Regions from separate parts of the Mus musculus genome. Here all the other regions are linked to region 5. A link is a contact called in public Hi-C, HiChIP or PLAC-seq and promoter capture Hi-C data. All regions are on one chromosome and are shown on one strand. Each heading gives the region's core, a stretch centred on a gene start, on an enhancer-like site or on the middle of the called end of the contact. The rest is flanking DNA. Distances are from core to core; before and after follow the strand shown. Region 1 holds the start of Klhl20 (kelch-like 20). Region 2 overlaps Scyl3 (SCY1-like 3 (S. cerevisiae)). Region 3 holds the start of BC055324 (cDNA sequence BC055324). Region 4 holds the start of Prdx6 (peroxiredoxin 6). Region 5 holds the start of Vamp4 (vesicle-associated membrane protein 4). Region 6 holds the start of Sell (selectin, lymphocyte).

What was found. Promoter capture Hi-C pulls out the DNA fragments that hold promoters and counts their contacts. A called contact is a pair of places that touch in the nucleus more often than the background predicts. HiChIP or PLAC-seq counts read pairs in DNA pulled down with a chosen protein or histone mark. Capture Hi-C pulls out chosen DNA fragments and counts their contacts.
Region 1: a promoter capture Hi-C map of liver shows a contact between it and region 5, with 2.0 times the contacts expected there. The contact joins the promoter of Klhl20 here to the promoter of Vamp4 in region 5. A contact is called at or near these places in 5 of 39 promoter capture datasets (the 3T3-L1 cell line, the HPC-7 cell line, hippocampal neurons and 2 more) and 2 of 9 other capture datasets (adipose tissue and liver).
Region 2: a promoter capture Hi-C map of embryonic stem cells shows a contact between it and region 5, with 3 times the contacts expected there. The contact joins the enhancer-like site here to the promoter of Vamp4 in region 5. A contact is called at or near these places in 8 of 39 promoter capture datasets (3T3-L1-derived adipocytes, the C10 cell line, embryonic stem cells and 4 more), 3 of 484 Hi-C or Micro-C datasets (embryonic stem cells, liver and regulatory T cells), 1 of 115 datasets of contacts at active chromatin or transcription factors (pro-B cells) and 2 of 9 other capture datasets (adipose tissue and liver).
Region 3: a contact with region 5 is called in a promoter capture Hi-C map of liver, with 6 times the contacts expected there. The contact joins the promoter of BC055324 here to the promoter of Vamp4 in region 5. A contact is called at or near these places in 9 of 39 promoter capture datasets (the C10 cell line, HPC-7-derived erythroid cells, cranial neural crest and 5 more), 1 of 484 Hi-C or Micro-C datasets (B cells), 2 of 115 datasets of contacts at active chromatin or transcription factors (astrocytes and pancreatic cancer cells) and 2 of 9 other capture datasets (adipose tissue and embryonic stem cells).
Region 4: a contact with region 5 is called in a Hi-C map of B cells, with 7 read pairs. The contact joins the promoter of Prdx6 here to the promoter of Vamp4 in region 5. A contact is called at or near these places in 3 of 39 promoter capture datasets (the C10 cell line, hippocampal neurons and liver), 2 of 484 Hi-C or Micro-C datasets (B cells and cardiomyocytes), 2 of 115 datasets of contacts at active chromatin or transcription factors (astrocytes and stem cell-derived neural progenitor cells) and 1 of 9 other capture datasets (liver).
Region 6: an H3K27ac HiChIP or PLAC-seq map of thymic regulatory T cells shows a contact between it and region 5, with 6 times the contacts expected there. The contact joins the promoter of Sell here to the promoter of Vamp4 in region 5. A contact is called at or near these places in 2 of 39 promoter capture datasets (both in liver), 1 of 484 Hi-C or Micro-C datasets (B cells), 1 of 115 datasets of contacts at active chromatin or transcription factors (thymic regulatory T cells) and 1 of 9 other capture datasets (liver).

Annotation. Positions count from the first base shown.
Region 1 is chr1:161,130,220-161,132,919 of GRCm38.p6, reverse strand. It overlaps Klhl20 (kelch-like 20), which reads left to right and starts at 1,441. Exons shown (of 12, transcript NM_001039482.1): 1 at 1,441-1,557; 2 at 2,468-2,531. The coding sequence starts at 2,524.
Region 2 is chr1:163,940,960-163,943,659 of GRCm38.p6, reverse strand. It overlaps Scyl3 (SCY1-like 3 (S. cerevisiae)), which reads right to left. Exons shown (of 14, transcript NM_028776.5): 7 at 2,442-2,553. Among named protein-coding and RNA genes, the nearest start is that of Scyl3, 13 kb to the right of the region's middle. Within about 2 kb of position 1,414, at least 10 of the 459 cell types and tissues checked have an H3K27ac peak or open chromatin away from gene starts, as enhancers often do. A contact at or near this core is called in embryonic stem cells, where this site is marked.
Region 3 is chr1:163,993,381-163,996,080 of GRCm38.p6, reverse strand. BC055324 (cDNA sequence BC055324) reads left to right here and starts at 1,285. Exons shown (of 24, transcript NM_201364.2): 1 at 1,285-1,471. The coding sequence starts at 1,361. Mettl18 (methyltransferase like 18) reads right to left here and starts at 1,192. Exons shown (of 2, transcript NM_027279.3): 1 at 1,010-1,192; 2 at 1-167.
Region 4 is chr1:161,249,952-161,252,651 of GRCm38.p6, reverse strand. It overlaps Prdx6 (peroxiredoxin 6), which reads left to right and starts at 1,442. Exons shown (of 5, transcript NM_007453.4): 1 at 1,442-1,630. The coding sequence starts at 1,536.
Region 5 is chr1:162,569,259-162,571,958 of GRCm38.p6, reverse strand. It overlaps Vamp4 (vesicle-associated membrane protein 4), which reads right to left and starts at 1,444. Exons shown (of 8, transcript NM_001356527.1): 1 at 1,179-1,444.
Region 6 is chr1:164,060,739-164,063,438 of GRCm38.p6, reverse strand. Sell (selectin, lymphocyte) reads right to left here and starts at 1,363. Exons shown (of 9, transcript NM_011346.2): 1 at 1,248-1,363; 2 at 305-386. The coding sequence starts at 1,250. Gm51665 (a long non-coding RNA gene) reads left to right here and starts at 447. Exons shown (of 2, transcript XR_003948100.1): 1 at 447-509.

The sequences.
Region 1 (2,700 bases), core at 192-2,691, 1.4 Mb after region 5:
ACAAATAGGACACTATTTCTCATCAAATGTCTAAAAGTTAAGCTCATTGGCCCCCAGAGTATTGTTTATTGCCCCAGACTCACACATTATAAAACCAGTTCTAAGTATATTTTCAACTAGAAATTTAGGATCCCTAAGAGGACGCCTATGGGATTGTAGGAGTTCTATAATAATTGGAAATGCCAGTTTTTTCATATGTTTATTTTTATGTATACTTTGTTAATTGGCATAAATATGAAGAGCTGATTCACACTGAACTCCTCCCCTTTAAAAAGAAACAGAGTAGTTGAAGCACAAGCCAGCTTACAGTGGGTAGTAGGTTAAGAAGGAATCAATGGGTTAAGAATAGGAAATATTACTTTCACCCTGGCTTAAAAGCCCATTTTAGTTACTAGCATTCCTTAATGTTTTTATAACTCCCTTGCTATAGAACTGTATAGCTATAAAGAATTAAAATCATGACTCATATTTTGGAAGAATCTGAGTCACTTTGAAGATGACTTTTAGACAATCTACACAAAAGAAACCTGAGAGGTGCACATATAAGATGCCATTTCAATGGATCAGAAAAATGTACATCTAAACTATTTTATACCCATCAGATTGGCAAAAAATTAAAGTTGAAAGTACCAATAATATGGACCAACGAGAATCCTTGAACCTTTCTGGAGGAAGATATAATATAATTGTGGCCAGAATCTAGAACCATTGTACACGGCATCAAGTTGTGGCTCTAACCCTTACAGGCTATGCTCCGTAGATACCCTTACCCTTTTGTAAGTTACATAACGCTTTGGTACCGACTGGAATGGCACTATCTGAAACATAATGCTACCACCATTTGGAAAAATGGTAATAAATCCTTCAATAAGAGAGATACTAGAACTGATAAACTAATACACAATGTTATATGCTAAGTATTTGATAATAAATGGGGTATCCATAGCTGTTACTAGTACATATATTATTTACTTATATATCACTGGTACATATGAAGAAAAAACTTGGCCAAATGACAAAGTGTATCATAGAACTAGAATTAGAAGTTGAATTTAAAGACCAATCATTCCCACTACAAGTTTATTAATATGAGGTATATTTCCTATCAAAAACAACTGCACAGAGTCTATAGATGTCAAATAAAGTTCAGCTAAAGAAATTTTGGTTAATAATAGCCTTGTATAGTTTTCAATACATCAGCAACAGACTTTTAGTTATATACTCAAAAATGAAACCCTCACCTCATACATATTTTATTTGGTTGCTCTCTAAGTATATTGTAAAAGTCAGATCGACTAATGGTACCAGTCCTGGGAAACGCTCAGCGAAAGGCACAGCTACTTCCGGAGCCATGACGGAACTACTTGCCCGAACACGTGCAGTTCCGTGGGAAGGATTTAGCCATCGGACCGCTTCCTGTTTCTGGATCTGGGCGGGTGCAGGGAAAGGAAATCGCTGCAGGAGCCGCATCCTGCCTGCGCTAGCGGCTCCAGAGGTGGAGGCAGAGAGGGCGGAGAAGGCAGAGAGGGTGCCGCAGAGAGAAAAGTGTCAAAGCCAGTAAGTCAGAGCTCTAGAGCACGGGATGGAGAACAGAGCCCTAGGTCTCGCTTTGCAGATCTATGAGCTCAACTTGCCGAACTGCCCGGCGGGGTCAGGGCAGTGCTTTCTAGGCTGCCTGTCAGTCGTGCCTCTAAGGGACGGTAGGGTTCCTCGGTCGGGCCTTTCAGGGCTCCAGGCTGCGCTGCTGCTGGCTGCCCGAGGTGTCTTGAAGCCAGGGCAAGGCTGTGCAATGCTTGCTGGGGACGCAGGACTCCGCATCCTGGACAGCTTCACTTGGAATTCTAAGGGAGCGAGCACTCTGCCTCCCATTTTCTCTCTGGAAGCCAGCAAGATCCTGGCGGTGAACAATATTTCGGCGACTAAGACGAGAGCTTGGGAGAGTTGTAGTCTAGAACTACTTTCCCTGCCCTTGTTCAAGCTGCCCGGGCTGGGCTGGTCGGAAGTGGAGTTGTTTTTAAAGGCAACCGCCTCCGGCCTGCTTGTCACTTCAGAATAAGTTAACAACCTTCGGATTCAGTGCTAAAACAATGCTTTTCCTATCCGAGTCACTAAATTAGTACTGCTGCTGGTATCAAGTGATTACTCTGCAAATATACTTGATGGTGAAGTTAAAAAATCAAAAAACTCCCCAGGTGCTTCTTGAGCAGAAAACACCAACTAGCGATCATGACTATTTTGATCCTGACTGCTTTCCCAGTCACCCTCACATTCACATATAATCTGTCACCTTAGCATCTTTAGTTAGTGATAGTCCTCTTAAAGGCATTACATTATGATTGCGCATCTACGCAAAGATTACATTAGGATGTAAGATTCCTGATTACAGACGAAATGAGTGAAGTGATTATACAAGTTGCTGGAGAACTCGAACAGTTTTTAGTAAGCTACTACTTCTCTCTTGTTGAAGGTACGGCTTTAGAACACGGTGAAGGATACTTTTCATGGTGCAGGGAAGGAAAGCCAATGCGCAGGTAAGCCTTTTTAAGAATATGAAACATTGATTTCAGTGATTGAAATTAAGCTTCTACTAACAGTGCATCGTTTACGATTATTTATTCACAAACCTTAACAAATCCTGCTTGGAATTAATCGTTCTTGTTTCAAGTAAATCGAAACTAGTAATGTCAGAAAATAGCAACT
Region 2 (2,700 bases), core at 165-2,664, 1.4 Mb before region 5:
CAAGCCTAGAGGAGCCTACTGTGAGAGGATGTAATAGAGGAGCCTACTGTGAGAGGATGTAATAGAGGAGCCTACTGTGAGAGGATGTAATAGAGGAGCCTACTGTGAGAGGATGTAATAGAGGAGCCTACTGTGAGAGGATATAATGGAAGGGCACTTGCTGCTGTCCTTAGGCTTCAGCAGTGACCACACCTTTCCAATGCTCTCACTGTCACAGACACTGATTAAGTGGACTACCCTGGAAGAAGTGGCACTATCAAAGAAGCTGCTGATCCCCAAGTCCCCTGTGGTGAAGTGAAAACACCAAAGAGGATCTAGGAAATGGAACTTTTATAGAAGTCACCAGTGTTTTCTCATTTTTCTGACTTTTGGACCTAGGCAAGGCCAGTTTCTGAAGAGTCTACAGATAGTTCCAAACCTGTAAACTATTCTGTTCCAAGACAGCATGGCTCCCATCCTACCACATCCCTACCATACCATCCTACCATATCCCTACCTTATCATCCTAGCATATCCTACCATACTGTCCTAGCATATCCCTACCATACCGTCCTAGCATATCCCTACCATACCATCCTACCATATCCCTACCTTATCATCCTAGCATATCCTATCATACCGTCCTAGCATATCCCTACCATACCGTCCTAGCATATCCCTACCATATTGCCCAACACTTAAGCACACAGCTTGGCATGCACAGGTACTGCCTTCATTCTCACGCTGACACCTATATGTGATTCTTGAACAATTCATTATTAAGGCCCTATCTTCCATGATTTCCTCCACATAAAAATTCGTGTTACTTTTAACTTTTACCAAGACTTAATTTTCATTAGCCTGTTGACCAGTAGTTTTACTGAAAACAGTCTAAACACAAACTTTTCTATGGTGGGTAAATTAAAAGACAGTGGAAATACACCAGAAACTCAAGAAACCACTTTGTGCGACGTGAGCCATTTTTCTGCGTTTGTTGAGATGATTTGTGTCATGTGCTGCTTGAGGGTGATGCTTGAAATGCTTAGCATACCAGTAATATGCGCTCCAATGAATTTTTTGCATTTATAATTTAATACCACATCTTTATGTCTGTTTACATTTCTCACGCAAATGGTAGCGTATGTGGACTATAAATGTATGTGCTCATAATCGTAAACTTCTCCTAAGAGACAAGTTGTTTACCTTTCATGGCCCTAGGCGATAAGCAGACCATCTACATTTATTTTATGTGTCCACCACATCCTTTCCTCCTTTGGTATTTCTAGGCTGTAACATTTGTCACAGAGTTTCAATTTTTTTAAGTCTAAAAAACAAAGAACCTTTAAAGACTCCTGTCCAATCGAAGTGGACCTGTGTATCCCAAAGAGGCGGAGCTAATGCACAAGCGCTTTAACAGAAGCAACTGCCTCAGGGAGGGAGCTGGCCTGCTCCACCCTGCTGCTTCCGGCAGTTTGCTCCTCCTGCCACACACGGATGTCTGATGTGGCCTGGAATGCGCTTTGATGATTTTCTTCCCTCTGCACTATTACACAGTTCTTAAAGAACTTGAGTTACATATAGTGGTAACAATTTACTATAATGAATTATCTTTATAGAGACTATGATAGCATGAGAAATAAAGTATTTCTAAAATTCATCTACAAATACAAGAAAATAATAACTGTTGACAGACTTATAAACACAAATATATACAATTGTATTTCCCAATTTAAGAAATGGAGGAGGGAACCTGCTATATTGGGAAAAGTCCAAAACATTTTCTCACAAACATAAATGTCAACTGTACTTGTGGTGACTACAGGACTAACTTAGTAACACCCCACCACACGGTGCCTCTCTAGAGGCCTCATCTTCCTTGGGGAGGCTGTATCCTTCCTTCTGTTCTGATCCCTTCCAAGCTCTAAGTACAAACACATAAACATACTTTGTTTAAGAAACATGGGTTAGGTTTGTTAATAAAACTCACAAACATGGAACTAACCTGGGCACAAGCTCTGTGGTTACAGAAATAAAAAAAAAAACGTAATTAAAACTAACCTTGAAGTTCAAAACCATCTGTGAACCCGGGGTGTTTATTCTGTGTCCTTCCCTCTGACCAACGCCTATACACTGAGACTAAGGGAACCATCTACTGCCAGACGAAACACAAACCTGCCCCCTCTCAACAAGACAGATTCAGAGAACAGGCACCCATAATGCAGTGGCAGCACAAGGCGGGGCCATGCTTATCAACTTTATCTACTTTCTCAATTAGTTTCCAACTGAAAACTATTTGACACGGACTAGTTCTTTCTAATCAAACTTCCTACTGAATCTGGATATAATTCCTTCATGACAGCTGAGAAGTTTTCAAACTTTCTGTGATAAAAACCTGAAAGGCAAACCAATCTCTCTCTCTTCCTCTCTTTCCCTCTCTGTAGTGTGTCACATGATGCCCTCACCTGAAGAAATCATGGGACAGTAAGGTGCTGAGTGCTGGCCGACACTCGGGCATGGGGTTCAGCAGAGCTGAGTGCAGGATCTGTAGGAAGCTGGAGAGAACGTCCGCTGAAACTGAAATCCAGAGCTACAGTTAGTTCCAGGCCTTCTCCCTCTTTTCGGACCTCTCTAGCTGGAGACTGATGAGAGCAAAAACCAACCTGAAAAAGCCCAAGCAAACAGAGCCCTGGCTGTTGCTGCACGACTTCTGCTCGTTCAGGC
Region 3 (2,700 bases), core at 36-2,535, 1.4 Mb before region 5:
AAAGGATGATGCTTCAGCTTCTAGAAAGAATTTAATGGCATAACCGATCACACAGTCGATTAGTTCTGTTGCGCCCAATGTCTGTTAGCTGCGTATACACCATCAGATGTATTCAGAGGGGGCTCCAAAGACGTTTTAGACGCCTTTGATCCTTTTTCAGTTCAGCCCTGGAAAGGGAAGGGGGAAAAGAAAATGTTTAAAAACAAAAACAAAAAAAGGCTGTGTGTATGCGATTTAGCAAAATGCACAGATGCCTTAAGTATTCAAAAGTAGAAGATAAAACATAAAGACAAACAAAAGAATAGCTATAGCAGCTACCACCTTCACCAGAACAATAAACCCCAAGATTTGTAGACAGGACAGCCTAGCTACCTGCTGCCTGGTCTTTTTTTTTTTTTTTTTTTTTTTGGTTTTTCGAGACAGGGTTTCTCTATAGCCCTGGCTGTTCTGGAACTCACTTTGTAGACCAGGCTGGCCTCGAACTCAGAAATCCACCTGCCTCTGTCTCCCGAGTGCTGGGATTAAAGGCGTGCGCCACCATGCCCAGCTTCCTGCCTGGTCTTTTAGTTGCCTTGTGCTCAGGCATCTTCACCTTCATCTTCCTAAATTTCTGACGCATCTACAGTAATTATTTTCTCTTTGTTCACAGTGGCATCCAGGTTTGTTCCTTCATCTCTGCCTCGCAAAAACAGTTTAAGGTTTTATTTGGGTAAGTAGGGTATCCATTTTCAAACACACACAGGTGTGTGTGATCTGGTGTGTGCAAACTCATCCAAACGGTACATTTATGTGTACGTAGTTCTACACCTTATGTGACTGGAGGGATGAATAAAGACTAGGACTGTGGAAAGTATAATCGATTGTATAGAAACATTTCCGGCAATATGCCAGACCATAACACCCGTTTTAATTTGCACATTTCTGGACGGTGGGATCTCCGTTCACTTGGCAGGAGCCGTAGGAACGGAAGCACGCACGCCAGTAAAATCATTCCTATTCTCGAACGCACCTCACAGGGGAGTAGAGTCATTCCTGGCCTCAGCCCAGGTCACCCTTGAAACTACGCGTCGTCTCAAAGTCCCCCCGGACTGAGGATAGCAAACCTGAGGACTTCTGGTCTCAGCATTGGAAAGTCAGACGCCAGGGCGAACAAACTACCGGAGAAACTCGCCTTCAGCCTACGGCGAACACCAACGAGATGAGTCCTCCAATAGCTAGAGAGGGCCCCGACGCTTGGGGGCGAGAGTGCTCCTCTCTATGGTTTGGTGGGGGCGGAGCTCTCTCAAAGCCTGCTGGGACGGCGTTCCAAGCTGTGGCGGGAGTCGTGCGGATTCGTTCGTCTCTCGGGGGTGGCGAAAGAATGTCGCAGGACGATGCGGAGGTGGCGAGCGGGGTCGTGCTGGAGGAACTCAGCAGCTGGTCGGAGGAGATGTGCCGTCGGGAGCTGCCTTCGGTGCTGCCCCGGCTCCTCATATCCTTGGAGGGCGCTGAGCGGGGGGTGTGTCGCGAGCCTGCTCCGCCCTGACGCGGGCAGCCTGGGATTCGAACTCTGTTTTGTTTTGCGAGGTGATGGTTAAGGGAACGAGGACAACCGTGGGTTGAGGGGCTAGGCGCGCCTAGCATTGTCGGACGATTGCGACTGGAGCGTTTGAAAATGATGAGTGCTCTCATGCCTTAAGTTTAGTTCTCTGTTCCTAAGTTTGCCCGGTCGGTCGCACTTGCCTAAGTGTGGGAGATGCCCGCGCTGGTGCTCAGTATCTGGATGAAGCGTGAGAGCTGAAGGATGTAGTTGTAGTTCTTCCGTGGTACCACATCTTCAAAGGATGGTCTGTAAACAAAAATGCTTTTCCCCTTTCGAACCCGTTTCCCTTTTAAGTTACAAGGCGGTGCTTCAGGTATTGGCTTTAATCGAGTTGTAATTGTGTGGAGTTAGGTGCAAAGAATAATTATGTAATGCTTTTGTGTTTGTAATTGGAAGTCGACTCCCTTCATGTAAAAGGTGATTTTAATTTTATGATTTTGATCATACCTTCTATTTAAAATTACACACACAGAAACAGACACACACACACCCCTCCAAAAACTGAAAATACCATTACATTTAGTGAAAGTTCAAACCTTGCACGAATGATGTTTCATAGTATAACTTAAGTTCTCTCACACTGAAGTCATTCCTTAGACATTAGCAAAATCCAACGTGGTGCTGATGACCGTTTTTAAAGTACTCCGTGTGTGGATATGGAATTATTTTGCTTTTTAGATGGTAGTCCTGACTGGCCTGATACTAGCTATACAAAACAGACTGGTCTTGGGTTTGCAGTAATCCTGAGTTTGCAGTGCTGGAATTTTTGTGTGTCAACGAGAAGGGTTGTTTTTATGGAATTTCCTCCTGGAAACAACTGTTTTCCTACTCAAAAGATGTTTATTTATGTAATGTGTGTCTCAGACTGCTAGGCTTAGAGGGAATGAAGATATCTGTTATTTACCCTCCCCTCAGTATTACAGGTACCACACTACATTTAGAGTACCATTTCTACCTTACCTTGCTACCTACTGAAAACGCAAATCTCATTTCCAGGTTTTCTTCTGTAAGTAAACCTTGAACACTCTTTTTGCAACCAGCTAATTATGATTTCTGATTCTAAATTACTCCATGAATCTACCTGTCCCCCACTGTGATTCTAATCTTTACAACCTGTA
Region 4 (2,700 bases), core at 193-2,692, 1.3 Mb after region 5:
ACCTTAACTTTAAAACGCATGGCAGTAATCTCTGTGAAGCAGGCAAGACCAGTATGCATGCAGACACAAAGACAGGGCTTATCACCATGATGAAAACGCAGGGTACAGTGGGTCGCTGCACTCAGCACCGCCACACGCTTTCCTTTAAATCCGTTGAGTCTGTTCCAGAGGATTCCTCACACCGAACAACAAACACTCACAGCTCCCCTGTCCATATCACCTTACATGATATCATAACTGCACTTTTCCTGTAAGAGCTGGGACTATGTCTCACATCAGGCCTCGCACGGTGTCTAGCTAGCAATAAGGAAAGTGAGAGTTACTGCGTGAATTGTGTCATCTAATAATAGCTACCACTCTGAGAGCACCTGCCATGTTCTAAGTAGTCTACTGTCCTGCAGGCTTCCCCAGGCTGGGCCACACAATCTGAAGCTGACCTCCAGGTAGCCTCACTTAACTTACATAAACTCGCTTTAGTTTCTCCAGCTAGGACTCGGGGCTTTCTAATACATTGTCCTCCACCACACCTTAGCGCTGGCGATTGGACCTAGGGCCTCCCACACTCCAGTCAAGCATCCTGCCGCACACCTGCTTCCTCATTCCCCTTTATTTTGAGACAGACTCTAAGTTCCCCAGGTTGGCCTTGAACTTCCTCTGTAGCTCAGAATTTACAGTCCTTCTCCTTTCTCCAGAGTAGTTGGGGTTTCTGGTTTGCGATCACCAGGCTGAGCTTCTAACAGATTCTGGTTTCTGTGCAGAATGTCTGCCATCTGTCTCTAATAAGGGCAGGCATCTTTCTCCACTTTGTGCTTAGGAAATAGGAAGTCAGTGGATCAAAATGTCCCATTTCTTCAGGTGGGAATTCACTTGCATACACTCGATCTCAAGAAGCCTGTTGTGAAACCTATATTTAAACTTTAGGAATAATGTGTTGAGCATTTTATAAGGAACTCCAGGAATGGGGAGGCAAAATTTAAAAAAAAAAAAAAACGGTTCTTTCCATTGCCCTCTTATTGACATTGGTACAGAATGTTTGCTGCAATAAGAAAGCCACTTCCTCTGACTTAGCCCACGTCACAAGTCTGGTTCTTGCCACATCCTGAAAAACTTCTGAAACCCAGGTTGGCTGAGTAGTCAGTCATTCAGCCAACTACTAGATGCTCATAGTAAAAGAGGGCTATACCCCAAGACCTCTAAATTGTAAGTCCAACAGGGGTGAGAATGTCAGAGGATTTGCGCTAATTCCGCCTTCTCCTAGAGCATCTTTGCAGAGCCGCCAGATCTACAAGTCCCCGCAATTCTCGGTCTTGCGCTTCCTTCCTATTGCACGTGGCCTTCTTTAGCTCCAGAATCTCCCTTGCCTGCAAGCTCCACGTGAAGAACCGCAGCCGCCAGACTCGCGGTCGCCCCACCCCGCCCCAGCCCCGCCCCAGCCCCGCCCACTCGGCCAGCACTGATCTAGGTCTCCGCAGGAGCCCGCCCGCTGCTCACTGCTGCGGCTGCGCCTCCTTGTTCTCAGCGTCACCACTGCCGCCATGCCCGGAGGGTTGCTTCTCGGGGACGAAGCCCCCAACTTTGAGGCCAATACCACCATCGGCCGCATCCGCTTCCACGATTTCCTGGGAGATTCGTAAGTGGCCACCGCGTTGCCCTGCCAGGTGACGGGTCCCCAGAGCTACCTGCCTCGCTTCTTTCCGGGTTGCGCTCGGCCGCGGCGGGTCTCTGGCTTAGCCCCTCACCGGTTCCCGCACGTGCCCGCCGCCGGGGTCCTGCCGAGCATCACCGGGCATTGCTGGGGACCTGCGACCTCTGCCCGGCCCTACGCCGATCAGCGGATCCTTCCCTGACCCAGCGTGGCTGGCCTGGCATGGGAAAGGAGGTCCTTGCCGAGGACGGTTTGTTGTCTGTTTAACCTGGTTTTGTAAACAGTGTTGGGTTTGTGTCGGGGTCGATCTGAAAGCCCAGGGGAGGTGGGGCAGGGTTGCTCGGTGTTTGAGGTCATTTCCCGGGACGCTTGCCCAGGGTCGCACTGCCCGCCCTCCTGCCGCTCTAGAAGTTGTACCTTGCGGAAGGTGGGTGCCTAAGGTCAAAGTTAGAGCACACAGCCACAAATTAAGGGCTGTCCCGACGTTATCTGGGTTCCTCTTAACTTCGGGGAGTGTTTGCGGACTTCTGAATTAAAAAACAAAACAAAACTACGGTGCCAAGTAAGTAGCCAAAAGACTTTTTGTCCAGAGCCTCCTTCAGAGGTCAAAAATAAGATTATATGTAACAGCTTTGGGAGCACCCAGAAACACTCTGTAGGCGTGACCGTGATTCTAGAAGAAGCAATGCTTTGAGGGAAAGGCTGCGACCATTTTGCCACTCTAGGCCATTCCAAGGCTAGGACACGTGTGCCTCCCCACTTGGAGACTCTTTTGTTTCCCAGTGGTCCCCTCCCCCTCTGCTTTGCATCAGCGCCTGGCCTTGCTGCTGATAACAACAGTGGTGGCCACAGTGGCTAGGTATGCACCGATTTTGTCTTAGTTTTACAGCTCCTGAATGCACACATTGTAAGATGCTTAGTTTCAGTCCGCTTTTTGCATACGCGTCAGGCTATGTTGTGGTTCTGGAGTTTCAGTGCCCAATGACACTGAATAAACAAACTCTTGGGTCTGTCTGTGTCCTTTTCGTATCTAGTATGTATGTATGTATGTATGT
Region 5 (2,700 bases), core at 195-2,694:
CTGATAACAGATATTGATCTTAGCTAACAGCAAAAGCTGATCTTAGCCAACAGGAGAGAGGGATCAAGCAAATTCACAAAATGTCTTTACACGGTATGACACTAAAACGTAATGAGGAGTAAACCTCTTATTCAAGTTCTAAAATCCAAGCTATCAGTTTGAGGAAGGAAGCAAACTCAGGCTAGACAAATAAACAAACCACCAGCAAATCAGCAGATAGATAAACGAGCTACCCTGGAACTACCCGCAACTAATGATATTTACAGATTAAAAATAAGTAGCGTAAATAAACTGTACTCAGAAATCAGAGTTGACTCCATTCTGCCTACAGTTCCTCCTACCAAAAATATTCTTGTCGTTAACGTGTCTACGTAGTAAGAGTCATCGTGATGTCTTTCCACGTCGTGGATGGAACACCACACGGTTCACTGAAGTGTCAACATCGCACGACTCTTACGTGTACTTCCCCGCTTGCTCAAATCTCTCGTATGCATCTTCTGTAGTACGTTCTCTATTCCGTGGCTTTACATGTAACGCACTTCTAACCTGTTGTTTAATCTACACTGGCTTTTTACCTCGACAAAACAAGCTCTATTTCATTTCGCTAAAAAAGCTCGAATCTGGCTGGGCACGGCTTTCCTTTGCTCAGCCTCCATCCCCCTCGCCAGTTCTTCCTCATTTCTCATCTGCAGTCTCGGCTGGTAACAGTTCCACGCAAATCGTGACTGGAAATCTTACTCGCAAAACCTGTTACGTGTAAGGATTCACCTCCACCCCCGGGTCATTCTAAGCACAGCGGGGATGCGCGCTTTCTCCGAACCCCCGAGGAAGGACCTCAGGCGAGCCTCTCTGGCCAATTCCTCGGCTCCCTTCGCCGCCGCCACCCCAGGCCACGCACCCCGACATCTGCTCGGAACTCTGGCCCCCGACTCCCCGTACAGGTGCCCCCTCGGGAACAGCTCTCCCCCTGGAGGGCAACTCGATCTCAAAGCTCCTCGGCCGCCCCAGCCCCTCCCCAGTCCTCGCGCCCCTTCCTCAGGACACCCCGGGCCCCCGGCCTTCCCCACTCGCGACCCGACCCTCGCGCAGGCCGGTTCCCAGCCCCAGCGGACGTTGGGGGCGGTAGGCAGGGGCGTCGCCTGGCTTCCTGCCTGCTCAGGCGCGCCGGGGCGGGATACCTGCGGTCTCCGATGGGCTCCCGGCAGCAGTCCCTGCTGGCAGCGCAGGGCAGGCGGGGGAGGGAGCGGGAAGCGGAGGAAGAAGGGTGGGAGGGGGAAGGCCGAAGGCGCAGAGCCGCCACCGCTCCGCTCTGCTGCAGCGCCCCCGCTCATCGAGCGACTCGGCGCTCCGCCGCCTGGCGCTGGGCAGAGGGGGCGGGCTCAGGCGAGGGAGATCGAGCCGCTCGGTACTCCGAGTCCTGGAGAGGGCGCAAGGGGGCAGGCTCAGGCAACGGAGATCGAGCGTCTCGGCGCTCCGGGTCTTGTCTTCTGGCGGAGGGGACATGTTCAGGCAATGGAGACCCTGAGCGGGTCGATCGCTTCCGTCTTTCTTGAACCCGGGAGAATCCCCCGGGGTTGTGACGTTCAGATCCGATGGAGGAGCACGTGGGTTGTACATGGGATGAGTAGGGAACGCTGAGAAGTCTTTCAACTGGAGCTGAAAGGGTGACTAGGATGTAGGTCCCGTAGAAGATGCTACTTTGCGGGCTGTCTGAGGGACCTGAGTAAAAGGGGCCGCATGTGATAAAATATCTGTCTGATACCATTTACAAAATTGCTGAGGGTTACTCAGTTTCATTCCTTTTGCTTGTAGCCTAAATGGCAGGATCCAAACATAGGGATTCAGGCGGGAAACCACCCTTACATTGCCATTCTGCCAATAATTCATCTCCTTTACAGTCTCTGCTTGACATATTTATTTAAAGAAGTCTGGCGTTGATAGACTTAGTCCAAAACTGTAGAAATGTGTATTTCTTTTCTTTTTTTTTTTAATTTATCCTCCTCCAAGTCTTTTAAGCTTAATGGTTATTAGTCCTTTGTTAAGAGTTTTTAAACTGTGGGGAAATATATTGCCAGTTATTTGATAGACACAAAAATAAGAAAAGATGCTCAGGGACAAGAAAACAAACCGGAGGAGGAAAATTCCAGGAGAAAGCCCTCTTTCACCCGATCTTTAGTTAGGGTTGCTGTTGGGCTCACTGGTTGAGAGTTTTCTCCTCACAACTTGGCTGACTTGGACTGAAATGGCCTGCCCAGATAGAAGGTATCTTAGTCTGTGTCTCTGGCAGGGCATGGTAGTGAGATTATCACGGAGTCACTAGACAGCCCAGAGGTGGTCTTTTGTTTGTTTGTTTCTATTTATTTAATGTTTTTAAAAGATTTATTATGTGTATGGGTGTTTTTGGCTGCATGCATATATGTGCATACACTACTATGTGTATGCCTGATGCTCTTAAAGATCAGATGAGGACTTCAAATCCCCTGGGACTGGAGTTACAGGCTGTTGCAAGCTGCCATGTGGGTGCTAGGAATTGAACCTGGGTCGTTAACAAGAAGGATAAGTGCCTTTTCTCACTGAGCCGTCTCTCCAGCCCCTTCAGTTGATGATTTTATCCGTATATTTGCTTACTATGCCGAACTTCCTTGCCTTGTTTCCTTAGCTAGTTAATGTCCTTGTCTGTTAACAGCATAAGGAAATACG
Region 6 (2,700 bases), core at 114-2,613, 1.5 Mb before region 5:
TAACAGAGGACTATTGTGTAGATATCAGGATTTGGGCACATCACTAGAGAATGTCAATGCTAAGCTGGTATTAGGGGGACTCAGAAAAGTTCTGAAGGTCAGAGAAAGAATGAGAGTCCTTAAAAGAATTAATAGCCAAAAATAAAAAATACAAAAACAAAAAAAAAAATAAAACAAAAAAGCAACAAAAAAAAGAATTAATAGCCATCTACCTGATTGTATTCCCTGCAACTATGTACTTTCAATGAATATTTAAGAAAAGAACAATCACTGCCTAAGGCTTAGCCAAAAACAAAGGACATACCACAACAGAGCAGTGTCCAGACCCACAGCTTCAGGATGTTCCTCGAGCCCCAGTAAGTACCCTCACATCTCCATGGAAACACCTGTAAATGAAGTGCAAAATATTTAAACTCTGAACTGCAAACTTATAGCACCATGAGGCAGTGCCCTGGCACTTCTTCAATTCACAGATAAAGCCCATCAGCCCACTATCAACCGTATCCAAGGTAAACTATTTGGGGGGGGGTGGGTGTCATGGCTGAAAATTATGGCATCTACTTCATTACACACTGGTACACTACTTTATTTCATTTTCCTTCCAGGTTTCAGTCCCAGGTTGTTGATCATGATTAATGTTATGCTTTCCGATATTTCGGTATTCTTTGTACCTACTTTTCGACTGAGCTTTAAATCAAACAGAATCTTAATTTTTTTAATGCTCTTGTTTTTAATGCTCTTGGGGTCTAATGAACCAGTGACACTCACATTTGCCTTTCACGCTGGGTCATGAAGGAGCCATACCTCAAATATATGAAAGAATGATGTAGCCAGAAGCCAGGAAAGGCAAGCATTGCTTTTTTCAAGTAAGAAGCAATATATTTTTAATAACTCAAACAACAAAGCCATAGGCTTTCTGCACATCTTAAAACTGTAGTTTTGGATGTATATCACTCCTCAGGGAGTCACTCTGTGTCACCGCAAAGGTCTAATCTTATCTGTGCCCCTTCCAGCATTCCATCAAAGCAAACACCAAGGGAGAAAATCAGCAAGAAAGAGTCTAGAGTCATTTTCTTGAGACAGCATGCGTAGGGGTTTTGTTGTTGTTGTTGTTCTTGTTCTTGTTTGTTGGTTTCTATATTTCTTAAACGCAGAAATGATAGCTTCTTGCCCCCTTGCCACCTGCCTCTTCAACCCCAAGGAAAATTTTGAATATCTAGAGATCTCTTATAGGCTGGGATGCTCACCATGGCTTGCTGGGTCTCTCTGCAAGTCTCTCTGCAGGCCTCAGCCTCCTGCACCTGGGGCTCAGAGTTCTTGCACAAGGAGGGCGTGCTGCGCTCAGGAAGAATGTGCCAATGTCACCAGTGGGGTTTGCTTTCTTTCATTTCTCCAGCCCAGCCTCACATCCTCCGCCCCCAATTCTTCCTCTTTCTCTTCTCTCTCTCTCTCTCTCTATCTCTCTCTCCCCACCCCTTTCCTAATCTGGGCTCAATCATTTGCCCCAAGAACACAGTAGTGGACCAGAAGCTATGCCCCCTGCTCAGGATATCCCCAGTTTGGAAGGAGGAAAGGAAAGGGAGAGATATTGTAATTATATTATAATCCCCCAAATTAAAAAAAAAAAATAGAAAAAAAAAAAAGAAGCAATGGCAACTGGATTCTTCCCCACATCCTCTTAGTCCTTTCTGGTTACCTATGCCTCCTTCCCGTCCCTTCCCTTCCCTACCCTTCCCCTCCTCTACCTTCCCTTCCCCTCCCCTTTTTTCTCCTCCCTTCCCTTCCATTCTTCTCCCTTCCCACCCCACTTTCCTTTGTGTTCCTTGTTTTGTTTATAAACTCCCGACCATGGGGTAGGGGACCCTGGTCGTACCATAGATTAAAAACTTATTTCAGAGCTAGTTCACTTGCTCTTGAACTTCGGGAGCTTTCTGGAAGACTTGACCCAACTTAGTTCCTCTCCTTCCTCTTTCCTCGTTCACCCCCTAGTGGAAGTCCTTGTTAATGGCTCTTCTGAAAGCAAAATCCTAAATAAAATCCCAGGGCTCTAACTTAGAGAGGTTGGGGGACCTAGAAATACCTTGAGTAGAAAGTGTGAAGAGGGTAAGACAGCATATAAAGTTTGAATTCAGCCATTCAAAAGCAATCTGGAGGAAGTCACTGACATAATAGTATTTAAACTGTAAGAAAGTTAGTAATAATGACAAAAAATGGCATGTATGTGTCAACATACACACAGACACACACACACAAATATAATGTAGTAGCAACAATAACAACACTAGAACTTAACAGGTCATCTTAATTACCTTTGAAAGTCTAAAATGGGGCAGTGGTGGCGCACGCCTTTAATCCCAGCATTTGGGAGACAGAGGCAGGCAGATTTCTGAGTTCAAGGCCAGCCTGGTCTACAGAGTGAGTTCCAGGACAGCCAGGGCTACAGAGAAACTCTGTCTCGAAAAACAAAAACAAAAAACAAAAACAAACCAAAAAAAAAAAAAAGCTGAGCAGTGGTGGCGCACGCCTTTAATCCCAGCACTTGGGAGGCAGAGGCAGGCAGATTTCTGAGTTCGAGGCCAGCCTGGTCTACAGGATAACCAGAGCTATACAGAGAAACCTTGTCTCGGGGGGAAAAAAAAACCTAAAACAAAACAAAATAATAATAATAATAAAAAAGAAAGTCTAAAATGCTACAGAGGA